Regions from separate parts of the Mus musculus genome. Here region 2 is linked to region 1. The links are chromatin contacts, called in public ChIA-PET maps. All regions are on one chromosome and are shown on one strand. Each heading gives the region's core, a stretch centred on a gene start, on an enhancer-like site or on the middle of the called end of the contact. The rest is flanking DNA. Distances are from core to core; before and after follow the strand shown. Region 1 overlaps Atp6v1g3 (ATPase, H+ transporting, lysosomal V1 subunit G3). Region 2 holds the start of Nek7 (NIMA (never in mitosis gene a)-related expressed kinase 7).

What was found. ChIA-PET counts read pairs in DNA pulled down with a chosen protein or histone mark.
Region 2: a contact with region 1 is called in an RNA polymerase II ChIA-PET map of effector CD8 T cells, with 57 read pairs. The contact joins the promoter of Nek7 here to the enhancer-like site in region 1. A contact is called at or near these places in 10 of 39 promoter capture datasets (the 3T3-L1 cell line, 3T3-L1-derived adipocytes, the C10 cell line and 7 more), 3 of 484 Hi-C or Micro-C datasets (B cells, epidermal suprabasal cells and regulatory T cells), 11 of 115 datasets of contacts at active chromatin or transcription factors (DN3 thymocytes, the SCID.adh cell line, T-cell acute lymphoblastic leukemia and 7 more) and 1 of 9 other capture datasets (liver).

What each region holds. Positions count from the first base shown.
Region 1 is chr1:138,286,915-138,294,590 of GRCm38.p6, forward strand. Atp6v1g3 (ATPase, H+ transporting, lysosomal V1 subunit G3) reads left to right here. Exons shown (of 3, transcript NM_177397.3): 3 at 873-2,548. The coding sequence ends at 1,046. Among named protein-coding and RNA genes, the nearest start is that of Atp6v1g3, 17 kb to the left of the region's middle. Within about 2 kb of position 3,312, at least 50 of the 459 cell types and tissues checked have an H3K27ac peak or open chromatin away from gene starts, as enhancers often do. A contact at or near this core is called in the SCID.adh cell line, Th17 cells, effector CD8 T cells and 2 more, where this site is marked.
Region 2 is chr1:138,614,931-138,622,606 of GRCm38.p6, forward strand. It overlaps Nek7 (NIMA (never in mitosis gene a)-related expressed kinase 7), which reads right to left and starts at 4,827. Exons shown (of 10, transcript NM_021605.4): 1 at 4,622-4,827.

The sequences.
Region 1 (7,676 bases), core at 2,062-4,561:
AACCCACCAAATCTGCAGCACAAGTCTGTCACTAATGCATGCCTGGGGCTGTGTTAAATACAAAGCTTCTAAAACAGAAAGGAAATGAAGAAACATCAGAAAGATCAAGTAGCTTAGTTGATAGAGTTCTTGCCGCACACTCGTGAAGTTCTGGGTTCGATCCCCAGGACCCCTAGATGGGGCACTGTGACACACTAAAGTGGTGAAGACAAGAAGATGAAAAGGTCAATGTCATTGTCAGCTACATATTGAATTTGAGGCAAAGATGGGCTACGAGAGAGTTACACTCAAATATCAGAAAAGAAAGAGAGGGAAGGAGAGGAGGAGGGAGAAAGGAAGAGGAGGTGTGGCTAAACTTAGAGCAGTGGCTCGCAGCCTTATGCTGTGACCCTTTAACACAGTTCCTCATGTTGTGGTGACCCCATAAAAGTATTTCATTGCAACTCTATAACTGTAATTTTCCTACTGTTATGAATTGTCATGTAAGTATCTGTGCTTTATGATGGTCTTAGGGAACCCCTGTGCAAGGATCATTTGATCCTCAAAGGGATCACAACCCTTTTGGTTTGAGAAAGAGAGAAATTAAGAGTAAGCCATTGGCTTTTAGAAAATGATCGCTCTCCCAGTGGCTCGCTGCAGCTCCCTTTAAATCGATAACTTTCTTTGTTACATTATATTTTAGTTAACTAATGACTACATACTAAGATGCTAATAGGGTCTTCCTGGAAGATAGAATGCTGGCAAAAATAATAATAAAAAAATCACACCTTAAAGTGACCATCAAAGAAATATGCTGAAGTTCATAAAATAGTTCAATTTAACTGTTTTGATGTGGCATACATTAAAATAAATCTCATCTTTTGCTTTCACAGATAATGGGCTCTCAGAGCCACCTCTCGGATGAAATAGAAGAGCAGACACTAGAGAAGATCAAAGAATTGAACGGAAGCTACAACAAGTGTATGGAAAGCGTGATTAAGCAGCTATTGAGCATGGTGTGCGACATGAAACCAGAAGTCCATGTGAACTACAGAGCCACCAACTGAATGTGCTCCACACATCCAAGTCCATAGGCATAGAGTGGGATACACATTCTGTTGATATTAAAGGTCTGCAACTGTGCACCTGATGTTTACTATAAACTTTCATGTCACATATTTAATATAGGTCACAGAATTAAAAAATAAGTAACATGGTGTCATTTCTCCTGGATGGCGTTTAGTATGAAGCAAGTTAAGGAAAGCGAGAAACTTGAATTTTAACACTTAAACAGCAAACAATCACTCCAGTATATTTTCACATTTCTTTTTATTGGCTTAGAAGGTGCTTTATTAGGTATTCTTCCTATTCAATAGTTTTTAAGAGGAGAATATAATTTTGTTCCTTAGACACCTCTGAAATGAATATGCAAATACTTTAATTTATTAATTAGCAAGAAAACCATAATATTTCATTGGCAGTTCAAAAAGCATTTCTAAACTGTCTGTGAGAACAGAGACAGAAACAAATGATGTTAGAAGTCACCTTAGAAGAAATGGGTCCCATCACAGTTATCCCTGCCTAACTTCAAGTTACATAAATAATGTTACTCTGTTTTAAGGACATTTTTGAAAGAAAAGGTGGTCATCTGAGAGAGTAGATATCTGGATAAATTCTGTAGTTTGTAAAGAAGTGAACCTCCAACAAAAATAATTAGTATGCGCTACCCTGCTCTCCTTATTAAATGAGCTACATTCTGAGAGCTCGTGTACATTGTTAGTTCAATGTATAAATTATCTTAGGCCTTGTGTGGAGAAACAGACATCTAGTAGAGCTGGTCCCTTGCTTCCCTGTGAGGAATGTCCACTTTAACTCAGATGTGGAGAGCCCACTTATGGAAGATGGGAAATGGAACGGAAGCTAGATAGAGTGATGAGAGCTGCCATTTGAAAAGTTCCCTGCTCATAATGGTCATTAGAGCCTCAGAACTTGACCTGGAGTTGCCTGGGAAACAGTGTCAGCTCTAGCTTTCCTCTGGCAGTGTGACATCAGTGTCTAGACCTTTCACTTACTCACAAGTTCCCTCCCAGGAAGCTTTCTAAATACCCACTGCTGAGCACTAGCAGTATTGTTGACCTTGGTGGGGGTTTTGTCTGTTTGTGTTTTTGTTTTGAGTCAAGTTCTCACTGTCCTAGGATTCATCCTATAGCTCAGGCTTCAAACTCACTGGGATCCGCCTGCTCTGCCTCCTTAGTGCTGGGATTAAAGGCATGTGCCACTATACCTCTTCCCAGTGTTAGATTTTCAAGCACTACATGTAGAAAAATTTTAATTCCCAAACTTCATAAACATTGTTATCATTTTTATAGTTTAGAATCTCAGAAATAGTCAATTTTATATTTGAAACAGATGAGAAAATTGGAATTCCATTTGATTCCTTACTTTCCCAACTTTATGAATAAGGAAAACTTATTAAGTTAGTTTCTGGGCTTTAGGTGATCTTTTTCTTCCATTACAAGAAAAAATAGTTTATTCCTTAATAAACAGAAAAGCCCAAAACATTCCAAAGAAGCCTGTCTCTGATGTATGTGTTTACTATCAAGGAAAACAAACAGAGCTGCTCTTGTTTCCCTATGAGAAATTTCCACTTTAACTCAGATTTGGAGAGCCCTCTTATGGAGATGGGAGATGGAAGTGAGGCTAGATACATACAGTGACGAGAGCTGCCATTGGAAAAGGCATGATGTGGAGGACAGCTCTGAGCACAGCTTGTGGTTTGCAATTACATGGCAAAATTTAATTGTCTTTCTCGTCTCGTGTAAATTTTTTAAAAGTCAATTTTTTTTGCATGTGGAAGCTTAAGTATATTATCTTAAACACAGGCTAAAATTTTTTAAGCTGACACAAGATTATTTGGGGAACATAAACCCTTTAAAAACACATCAAAATTAGCACCTGGCTTTTCTCACAAGCAAGGCAATGCCACACAGAGAAGAAAGAAATGAGATGTGGCAAGCTGCATCTGTCCTGCATGTGCCTTTTGCTCTATACATCCCACTGGCAAACTGTTCATTGTCTCTATAGCTCGGCTCTTTTAGGCCCAGAGATTGTCAAAGAACTATGGGGTCTCTCATAACACTTTAGGATTTGATTCCACATTAGACCAGTTTTTAAAATGTGGTGTTAACGGTAGTAACCACTTACTGCTTTCCCCCTTCACACCTTGGAGTCTTTGTTAATTTCTTAATACCCCTGTCAATCTTAGATACTCTACTGCCAGAAGTAAGTGCTAACGCCAGCATCCGGCACTCTTAAGTAGCTCACATATTTTTACATTCAAAACTGGTTTCATATCTTTGTCACTGAATGACTCATTTTCCCAGAACTCTCACATTCTCACAGATGGTACAGCTGCCAAGTTTTACTTTATTTACATGTGAAAAGATTTCATGTATTTCAGAGATAACCCACTTTGCTGCAAGCCTTTCCAGTCATACCAAAATATCTCTCTCTCTCTCTCTCTCTCTCTCTCTCTCTCTCTCTCTCTCTCTCTCTCTCTCTCTCTCTCTCTTTCTCAGCATGTACTTATCCTAAAAAACATTTTTTCTTCACACAGTTCTACAGGAAGAGATGAATAATCCTAAGCATATTTAATTCTTCCCTATTATTGTTGTGATCCTTTGTGAAGACAATATAAACTGGGAAAAGACTCTACTGAGTTCTTACTCATCTTCACTACACCTGAAAACAACACTATGGTATTTGCCAAATTGGAGATAAATGTAGAGATCAAAATATTTTTCTCCATATTAGCAAACACACAGTCAAGAATTAGCCAGGGATGGTGATTCCTGTCTGTAACAGCAGAACAGGGGAGGACTGGAAGGTGGCTTGAACCACAGAGTTAGACTGTGCCTCTGAACGATGTAAAAGCTCAAGCTTGGCATGGGTTAGCACCACCATTGCTTTGTAGCTAGGAAAAGATAGTAGAATACTATTGGTCAAATAGGTAAAGCTGCTTTTTAAGCTCTCACCTTTCTTACTCTCCTCTCTAGCCCTCCTTCTCACTCTCCCTTCCCCTCTCTCTCCACGTGGCCATGGCCGGCCTCTCTCTTTCTTTCTACCTTCTCTCTTTCTCTCTGTCTTTCTACAATAAAGCTCTAAAAGCACAAAAAAAAAATGCAAAGCCACAGTTTTAGTTTATCCTGGAGCATTTGAGAACTATCCCAGCCTAATTCAGCAAAACCTAACCCTAACCGTAACCCTAACCCTAACCCTAACTTAATTGAATTAAGTATCCAGAAAATCCATAAGCTCCTTATTGATAATTAATTGCTGTTTTAAGCTACTGAGTTTTACCCAACAGGACAGGGTGATAACTGTCTTGACAGCTATTAAATATTTAAATAAAACACAGCAGATATGTGACTTGGAATCGCACACCCTCAGAAAGTGGGAAGTTTGGAGCAGAAGTCATGCATAGGTGAGAATGTGTAAAAATTATCAGAGACACAGTGCTGTAGTATGAGGAAGACATGTGTCAGGCATGCTTGGTTTGGCATAGGTTGACTTTCACAGGGATAGGAAATTTTAAATCATATCTATAAACTAGTTGAAATTCAAGGTCCTATTTGACGTGGAGAGTAGAGAGAGGACATTTTACAAATATAGGACGTTTTAGAGGGAGGACACATAGGAAGCAGTTCTCAAGTGGCATGTCCTCACATACCGATAGGGACACTAACACTAACAGGAAGTCCATTATGGGCGTGTGCTGATGAGCATGTGGCTCAACAGTGTGAGAGGATGAGAAGGTACCTGTTGGAACTAGAGTTCTCAAATGTGAGTGAGATGATAGCTGAGAGTGAATGGAACCTTCTAGAGACAGCCAAAGAAGGCACCGAGTTTAGGAAGAAGATTATGGCAGATTCATAAAATGATTGCCAACAGTGTTGAATGCCCAAACAGGCAGTTCCTTATCCTTTATTAATTGTGCTCATGATTTGGTTCTGCCTCTGAAGTTGAACCAGCGTCTTGTTTTTGAAGTGAAGGTAGGAATCTCAGGCAGGAAGTAGGCGGACAGTCTGCCTGCTTCCACCTTCAGACTCATCAACAACGCCTCAGGTCACCATCCTCTGGCATTAGTCAGGCTAGAATTTTCCTCAACAGAACAACAAATTCATTGTCCTAAATAAAAACAAAATTGTGTTATTAGGAGTAATCTCCTAGAATAAAATACATATAAGTGCAAACATCACTGAAAGGCAATGATTCTGCTTTATCAAATCTTACTCACCACTCTCCAGCTCCCTGTCCTCAGATCCACCCTCTCTTGAGGCCAAGTGGAATTGCTGGTGTAAGAGGTTCTCGTACCATGAGCTTCCCTTCTTCAAGAAGCAATGAGAAGTGTTTCCTAATGACTTAAACAGCTCAGAAATCTTGCAACACAAACATATTCATTACTCATTGATCCTCAGTAATTCCATTGAGCGTGCTGAATTCTGCCCTACCACATCCCTGCTCTATAGCTAGTATTCTTCATTCCAACACCCCAGAGACTTGAGTGTTCAATGGTTTAAAATCAAGTTAGACCTTGAATGCACTAGGTTCCTGGTATCCTCAGATTGATTGAACTCCTACTTCAATGTTGTACACAGCAGAAATACTTCTTATGCCTTTTGCTGAAGAGAAAGAACAATGCAAATTGAACCAGAATGTCTGCATTCATATATTTGTGGCTTAGAGTCTCTATAATCAGGATAGAAATTATTAAAGAAAAAATAGGCTGGTCTGAATATGTCTGTTGAAGGAGACTGTAAGGCAGGGAGGGGCAGTACTTTACTGGAAACATTCCACAGTCAGTATATGTGAAGAACTATAAATCTCTATGTGTGTATACATACAGGTGTGCTTCTGTGTGTGCATGTATATGAGTGTGTAAATGTGTGTATCAGAGAGGGGGAAGGGCGGAAGAATGAGGAGGAGTGTGCATGTGCACACACTTGCACCTGTATCTGTTTCTTTGCTCTTTTGGGACAGGGTGTTTCTATGTAGCCCAGGCTAGCCTTGAAGTGGTCCTTCTGCCTCAGTCTCCCAGGTACTGGGATGGTAGAAAGAGTGTCTCATTTTAAAAGTAAACTCTGCTGTTTCTTCATCTTCAGTTAAGTAGAATCCAAACAAACAGAAGTTGAGGGGAGCCTGTTTTATCATGCTAGCACTTCCATTGAAAAAGCGTTAAAACTGTTAACTTGTTATTTTTATTAACATGCAATCAATTAATAAGAACATATGTGTCCCACAAGACAGGTCCCGCAGATATTTAAATACAGATTCCAGTGAACACGAGAACCCTGCCAATATTCTGAGGCCCCGTTTCCTGGTGGAATTCACAGTTTGCTGTCACAGTTCAGAAAGATGCTTTCCTATGCACAAATGTAAATATGTCCAAACACCCCAAATAAGCCCATCAGCTCTGAATGTTATGTGAATTGAAGTCAACACAGAGAGCATCGTATGGTAATAACGCTGGAATCAGCAAGGCTCTGACTGTGCTGAGTGAAACTTTCAGAGACCACTGCTTTCAAAAAGACTTTCAAGATCATATGTGTCCCACAGAAAGGAAAGAGACGATCAGGCGGTGAATACAAATCAACGTGAAAACACTCCCACCCTCACCATGGAGTGACTAATTCTGTCTACGATGCATTTACTTGTGCATTTCTCACTAACTTACCCATCTGCAGTAGTACTATATGAACTATCAAAGTAATAAGAGACTCTAATTCTCTCTCCTGGAATTTGGCTTCATCACTTCCCTGCCCAGCAAATCCCATTGACTGACCCTTTAATATTTCTTTAATTTGTGTGTCTCCTCTGGTCACTAGGAAAGCTGGATGCAGCCTACTGGGTGACTCTGCAGATCTTTCATGCTGCTTTGCATCCTGCATGGCTCTATCTGTCCTGCCTGTGACTTCCATACTGGCAGAAAATGACTACTGCTTATCAAGTTAGTTGAGATCTAACTTGACACTTTGAGCATGATACTAGTAATTGATTAAAGAGTGGATTTAATGTTGCTCATATCCAATCGTTATTGATATGATATGATGATGTCAGAGATTATAAAACGTCAAATCCGAATCTTAACATAGTGAAAGCTTACCACCTTAGAATCTTCAATTGTTCTTCTAGATAATATAGGGAGGAGCTAGACAGTTGACTTCCTGGTTAAAAGCACTTACTGCTCTTGCAGAGGATCCAGGATTAGTTCTCAGCACCTGCATGGTGGCTCACAACTACTTGTAATGTCAGTTCCTGGAGAAACACTCTTCTGGCTCCTGTAGCTACCTGCATCCATAATGTGTACATATAATAAGGTGCATGTGCGCGTGCACACACACACACACACACACACACACACACACACACACAAATAAACCTTAAAAAAAAACCCAAAGGAACCTAAAAAACCTGAGCATGAGTGGGGGTGCACATGGCGTATGGTTGGGAAAGAGGGGCATCGGGCCAGAAAGAACAGTACAAATGCCCAGATTTAGAGCATATAATGCAGACGGAACTGAAGGATCCTAAAGAAGGAAGAAGGCTCCCACTGTTGAAAAGCTCAGAGGTGGTTACAAAGTGGCTTTTATGCCATTGTGAGAAGTGTGTACTTCATTTGTAATGGACGGGGCTCCAAT
Region 2 (7,676 bases), core at 3,577-6,076, 330 kb after region 1:
CTGAGCTTCTCTGAATCAAGGTAAACAAGGCAAAAGAGAATACACACGCAGGAAGGTCAGCTAAAGATGTTCCCTGGAGCTGAAGGCCACTGGCCACAAGCTCTAAAATGCCCCAGTTTCCACCTGGCCTCCCTGAGGACTTACAGAGTCAAAATTCCTACATCCAAGGTCCACTCCCAGCCAGGACGAACAAGTTCTGCTGTGTGATTTGCAAGGTGTTTCATTTTCCATTGCATTCCACTGCTTCTGAAGACTTGCACCCCAGCCAGCCCAAAACTCATTCTCAGACTACCTAGGAGGCCCCACTCCTCCTGATGGCCACATGCTGCTTGACAACAGGTCCCTTCCAGTAATTTATTGTTTTCCTTTTTCATTAGAGAGACTAAGTCCACTTTTCTTTCCCTCCCTGTTTTGTTCCTGGGGGCCGGAGGTGCTGCTCTGTTGTGGATGTGCTTGCTGTTTGAGATCTGACACAGCCCAAGCTGCACTGGCACTCCCAATACCCTACCTCAGCTCCTCAGCTCGCTCTGTCTAGGATTACAGACCTGCACTTGGATTCTCCTTTCTTTGTTTTTCTTTTAAAAAAGTTCATTTAAAAAAAAAAAAAAAAAAAAAGCAGCTTACTAAATCACACATACCCCAAATTGCCTCTAATGATAACAGTCATACCAAGAGTCTTACCAACAGTGAGCTAAGATGAACACTAATGAATGAAGCATGTCAGAATTCACTCGTGTGGTGACTATCACTAATTTAAAAGCAGATAAATGGCTGGCATCGGCTCCTACCTGAATTTCCAAAGGAGAAAGCAAGACACAGCATCCACTCACACTAAGTCCATGTCACAGGATGGGTCTAGGGTCCCCAGAGGCGAAGGCTGTCTAAATCTCTGCAGAGACAACTCCCATCCCCTCTCTAGGCTATTCTGAGGCTGTGCCCCCTGCATGTCTGTCTCTTCTTGCAGATTCTTTTCTCTAGTAAATCTTTTCTACATCTGTTCTAGTCTAGTAAGCATTTTTATGCCCTTATCCTTCACAGCAAGAGAGCAACGTGGCTCACACAGTGGCTCACATCGTTATGAACACCGATAAGAAAAATCAGGGAATGTACAGTGGACATCATACACAAAATTCCAAGCATCAAACCTTTCCCAGTGCACTGTTGTTGGAAACTCAATGGCTTAGAATTCATGTGTCGGCCTTTGCTGTTATCTTCCACATAAATACCGTTTTCTTGGAGCAGAGCTACAAGCACATATATGGGTACTGTTTGTGGCTATAAAAGCAGGAGCTCCAGGAGACAACACAGCCCACAAAGCCAAAAATACTTACTATGAGACTGTCTAGAGTTTGTGAACCTATCTGTACATAAGCAGCCTGGAGTTTAAAAGTAGCTCCTCCACACAAGAGCTGTGGCAACATACAACAAAGACTACTTCCACTAAGTCATATAAAACAGACAGCTGTACATGTTTATAAGCCAGTAAGTTTTCCTCATTTGTACACTGTGCCACTGATTCCATTAAAACTCATCCTATTAGGTCAGCAGACACACAGGATGACGGAGTGATTTTATTTTAATAAAGGCTCAAAAAAATCATTTATCCTGACCAAAAGAGCAAAGGATGTTCCTTAGCATCTTAGATTCTGTCCCCATTCCCACCCCTCACCATGAAGCCATAAACGATAAAGCTGCTTTCTTTAAAAGGAAAAGAAATATTCTGAGAGATATATAACACCACAGAGATAATCAAACTTTCAGCTGGAAAATGACAAATCAGTAGTTTAGAAGTTTTGCAGCTATATCAGTTTAGAAATTCTAAGCCAAGGACAGTAACTTATGTCTATAATCTCAGCCCTTGGGAAGTTGAGTATACCATGAGTTCAAAGCCAACCTGAACTGGATACAAAGTAAGTTCCAGGCCAGCATAGACTGCAAAGTAAAACCCTATGTCAAGAAAAAGAAAATGTTTTAACTGTAAATTGTAAATTGTAAAATTATGTACCACAAATGCATATACTTGGGTACAATTATATAACCAATGTTATATCAGCTATAATCTCCACAAATAAATTGTAGGAGGAAGAATTAAAATGGAACAACTTCAAAAGTATAAAGAGGTGGTTCTTTGAAAAACGTTGCAGTATTTGTAGAATTACAAATAAAGCAATTCGGAGTAAATAATAAACCACCATGTCATACAGTTCTAAACTATAAATTCCACACACCTTCTGAACTAAAGTAAGTTTGCTACTGCACTGTGGTTTAGCTTGTAAAGTAAAAGGTCTGCCCACACACTAATCAAATATTTGAAAAGAAAAGGTGAAAATGAGAACAGCTACCCTAAAAATTCTTATAATAATAAAATTGACTTTAAAAAAATTTCACTGGAATTTTACTTTATTTTAGTTTTAGCAAATGCTCAATACTTAATGTTTGTAGTCAGCCAGGGCTGAGAGCCACCAACTGCAGTCACCAGAAGCCTGGGACTGAGAGGGGAGTCCTGGCAGTACTTGTCTTTCCGGAGTGTAATTGCTCTGCACTTCAGCGTGTTGGAAACGGGAATGCTGGATTTTAATTTAGTAAGGAAAGACATGTCCGCAGCCTCTGCTCCCCTCCTCCACGAGTTCGGCCACCGGAACAGATGATTTCTTCTGTTTTACTAGGCTGGAGAGAAACTAAGTGTCCAGCGAAGAAAGTGTTTGTGGGAAAGGAATGGCGGGAGACAGGTATTATCCAGATAAACTTCAAATTACAAAATAGGTCTGTTTGTCTGAAAATGCAGTCTTGTCAATTTAAGCTAATGATTGTCTTAACCGTATTAAAATTGCCAAGCTGCCATAAATGTGTCTAATGAGATTTCTTCTGGTAGTTCTTGGTTTTCAGTTTCAGGCGATCTCGGGCAAAAGCCCCAGTCAGTCACGGACTATATTTAATTTGCTGACCAGGTTCGTTTCTTATCTCCTATGGTTTCGGTGGAAGCGGTGACTTCAACCTGAGCCCGAATCTTGAAAGTCAGCACAGGGCTCAAAGAAAACCAGAGCTCCCTCCCTCTATTTTTTAATGCAGTAATTTCACAAGACTGAGCCTCTCAACCCTTCTTTCCACCGGCCCACATCCTCAGACAAACTTGGCCTCCCTCGCCTAGCTCAGGGCAGCGGTAGGAAGTACCCGCCCTCCTGAGCTGGGGCCGGGTGTCCTCGCCGTTCACTGGCTGCAATGGCTGTCAGTGCCCTCAAGGGCGGGGACTCCCACCTTACTGTGGAATCTGAGGACTGCATGGTCACTGGGTCCAGATTCCCCTCCACTCCGCCCCAGAGTCTGTCCCTTCTGCACTTTCTCCAAAGGCCCTCCTCTCATCATCCATTTTTCTGACCCTCTAAGAAGTAAAGTTTCCCTCCACACGCCCCTACCCCTCGCCAGCCGAAGCAGAAGATGCAACGGTTTGGGATGTAAAGCAAATTATGGTCCGGGTCTCTCGGAGTGGTGGCAGATAGCTGTGAAGATGAAATAACTGCTTAGGTTGCATGTTAGTTCAATAAAGTGCACTGGCCATCACGAAATACTGCAGCCATGAATACTAGTGAGAAATGCTACAAAGCACTGCAGGCTTTATCTTTTATTCATCATTTTCAGAGTTTGTCCGGTTGTCCCAAACTATAAATTTTTGAGTATGAGTACTAAACCTTTCTTGGATCACATCAACATCCCATCGTCTAGAAGAGAACAGATTTATAATAAGCTTATTCGGAACATTATTCTGTAAAGCAACTCTATCAAAGCACACCGTCATGAACGTCAGTTCCTCCCGGGAACTGCAGATTCCTTGGAGGAGAAACTAAAGAGTGGTCCTAATAATGCTCTATAAACTGCGGGCATTGAATCCAATTACAACCTTTAAAGTTAGTAATCTCAAAAAGAAAAAAAAGTCCTTTACATCTCTAGATTGTTTTTGCTATATTCAGTTCCATCACCAGAATTGTAAAGGGCACAAAACATATCTTACTTTAAAGTAAATATATTCTTAGTGTTTAGCGCGGGCAAAGACTTAGGCTATTCGAGTATAGTATGTGAGTCAATAAATGTATCTCTTGTGGGTCTTCCAAGGCCTCTAGCACCAGGCGGAGGCTATCGACATTGCTTAGCAGCATCTTCCACGGCCTAACTTCACCTTCGCCCCACTGGGACTCAGCTCATACTTTGCTGCATCCCAGCCCTGGATCGGTTTCAATCGGACCTCGACCTGACTACCCCACCACTCACGCTCGACTGACTCCCCGGTCCGTGAACTTCACTTTTCTAAACTGGGCTGCAGCCGAATCGGTTGAGCCAATCCTCGAGCTGTAAATAGCCAAGGTGACCAATGAGCTCAGCCCGGAGGCGGGTCTTCGCTGGAGTTCCTCCTGTCGGAGCCCGGAGACCTGTTGCCGCCACCACCACCGTCGTGGAGCTTCCTGGGGTCGAAGCGCCCGGACTCTGAGCTCCTGCAGCCAGCGGCCTGCACCACGCTCCGCCAGTTGCAGGCGTCCCGGGCGGTCCTCGGAGGCACGAGAGCCCGAGGCCCCACGCGGCCCGCCCGCTCCCCGCACCGGCCCCACCCGGCCGGGCCGTACATACTCACCGGGGCGCCGGGGCAGCTCGGTCTACGCGGGCTGCAGGGCTGCGGGATCCGGGGCCGATCGCCTCTCCCCGCGCCACTGCAGGCGCCGGCTCCCACCCTGCTCGGCCCGCGCTTCCCACTGCGAGGTTAGCGGCGGCCCATCCTCCCGGCTCCGCTCCTCCTCCGGCGGCCGCGGCTGTCAGGAGGGTAAACATCCCGGCATCCCCGAGGAGAGGGCGGGCCGCCGCAGGCCCCTCCCCGCGCCCGCACCCTGCTCCGGAGCCCACGCTACCACTTTCCCGAGAACTGGGGTGTGCCTCGCTTACGGCGGTCGACCCCTGCCTCCAGATCGGAGTTTTTTGATCCCACTTACCAAGTAGTTTAAGCTGCCTCTACATGGTGTCAGTGCAGGCAAACGAGAGTTTTCCCGGAGTCTGGCTAAGCAAATCTAGACTTTAGCGTCCCAGTTTTAAGAAAGCTTTTCAGGACCCTTCCGAAAGTTGAACTAGTTGGTAGGTATGCAGAATCTTTGGGATACAGGCACACTCACAAAGTGGCATTACAAAAATATTACATTAGATAAATTCGTTTACACGTCACATATTTGCAATATGGGTCTCTCCCTAGTACATGGAGCTTTTCAAAAGCAAAGCTTTGATTCCTACTGTTCCACTAACCAGATTTGAACGAATGGAGCGAACAGCTAGGAGGCAGTGTAGAGTCTGTCATACCTAGATGCTAATCATTCAGTGGCCAGTCGCTTAACTTATCGTGGTCTTTCTTGGAAGTCAGCCTTAACGCCTCTCCTTAGAAACAGACGATGACATACAACAGCGTGCTTGAGCACAGATCTTAACCATTTGATATCAGTAGGCCTTTTTCTGGTTTCGTTCCCCTGCCAAGGGAATAGAGCCAAAAAACAACAACAAGAAAAAGCGGTATTATAGCTCAAATGGATTAAAACAATAGAAGCAAGATTTAGAAAGTTTGGGCCAGCAAGATGACTCAGGAGTTTGATTCCCAGGACCCACAAATTGTTTTCTGACATCCGTACTGCAATGTGACACACACACGAATGCAAGTATGTGAAATATAATTAGAAAAGAATGCAAACGTTAATTTTAGTAAGAAAATTAAATTTCAAGAGGTGACGTTGGGGCAAGTGCTTAATCGGTACAGATTTGCCAGGTGGAGTTCTACAATCAGCTACGTGCAAGAGCCCTGCTCTCATAAAACTTAGCTTCAGTGAGGAAGTCCAAATTACCTAATGTCTTTTATATCTATTTCATAGAGAAACAAAGCTCGGGGTGTGAGTGCTCCTTTAAACATGTTTATCAGGGAAAGTCACTTGGAATTTGAGCAGAGACCTGAAGATGTGAGAAAAGGAGCCATGTGACTGTCAGGAAGTAGACTGTTTTACCCAGGAAATGCAAGGTTACCCTGTCAGGCATGGGTTCGCCATGTTGGAGAAACAGCCAGTAAGCCTATGCAGGTAGGATCCAACTTAGTGAGCAAGGGAGAGAGGCTGGTGGAGTAAGAAAGGGTGAACTATCAGATGTGGAACTTCGAACTCTTAATTTTTATTCTGAATGAAATGGAAATTCATTGCAGGTGTAAGTTGAGAGACAACAGAGCTGTGAAGAATAAAGTGGAGGGTGAAGAAACTGGAAGTTTAAAAGGAAACATAATGGTATCTGTAACACATTCTGATCAGGCTTAGACCAGAATGCTAGCAAAACCAGACAGACCCCAGATACATTTCCATGATAGAGCCAACAAGGTTTTCTGCTGCATTGAATGTGCTATATGAGAGGAAGCTAGGATGAAGCCAATAAGTTGGCATTTGGCCTATATCATAGGTCACATCACACCAAATCAGCCACAGTGGTACTCCATGCATAGGCATAACTTTAGGAAAAACTAAAAGACCCGAGGTACCAGACGATGGATCAGAGCTTGTTCTTATTCGCTTTGCTATTACCAGTTTAGAAAATGTAGATTGATAGGTACCCCGATTTAAGCACACTGCCAATTTATCTACACGCTGAATAGTCTGTACAAGCTATACTTACAAGCAAACACTGCTAAGCAAACACTATACTTACCGAACACTGAGTGAGGGTCAAATTGGGCAAAAGTCAGCTCATACATGCTTAGTGGCTGCAAAGCCTTTATCTAGAAAGAATGCTTTTGGTGTTATATGATGTCCAAAGTATTAAACTTACGTAATAATGTGTCCTATTTTTTTCTACTTGTAAAGGCTTCATGGCTACAGATAAATAGTATACAGTGTTGCAAAGACTGGGAAGAGGGTCAAAACAGAAGACACTATATATACTTTTTCTTTCTAAATTTATATCCCCTTCTTTGTGGGCAGGCAAGGTTATTCCCAGGCGCCAGCAGCCAGCCTCCTGGCCTAGAGCAAATGCTAATGGAAAAACAGAGAAGCCTGCCCAAGAAGGCTCCTCCGGCTCAGGACACTTAGAGCAGAAGCGCCTTTAACTCCTCTTCTATCCATCTCTCCTCTGAGCGTTCTCCCCAAATGCTGCTTTAGCTTCATGCTCTGCATTCATTATAATCCTTTGTATGAATAACTCAGTATTTATACATAATTACCATGTGGCACATATACTACATATCAGATTAACTTGGTTATAAACAGTATCTGGATATCATACTTAAAAACTCTCAGTTCATAACCAAATCTTCAAGGTTTCTTTTTTCTTTTTTATATATCTGTTGGCCCCACACAAGAAAAAAAATTATCAGCAGTATTTATTCTCAAAACCATCTCTCCATAAACTAACCTGAAACAGATGTTGCATACCAGTGCTGGCATAAATATAATTTCTCCATAAGGAAAGAAACTTACGAGGGGAAAAAATGTTTCCCTGAAGAAGAATGATGAAGTAATATTAAAAATAATTCTCCTTTGAGAGAGAACCTGGCCAGTGGGGTAGACCAGAAAGGTCTGGTCTTCTTGATTCAAACATAGTGCTAGTAACAGCTGTACTTAAAAAGCTACTAGCGAGACTGGCAGCCACTAAGCTTGGCAGCTAAATGGTGATGAGGCTTA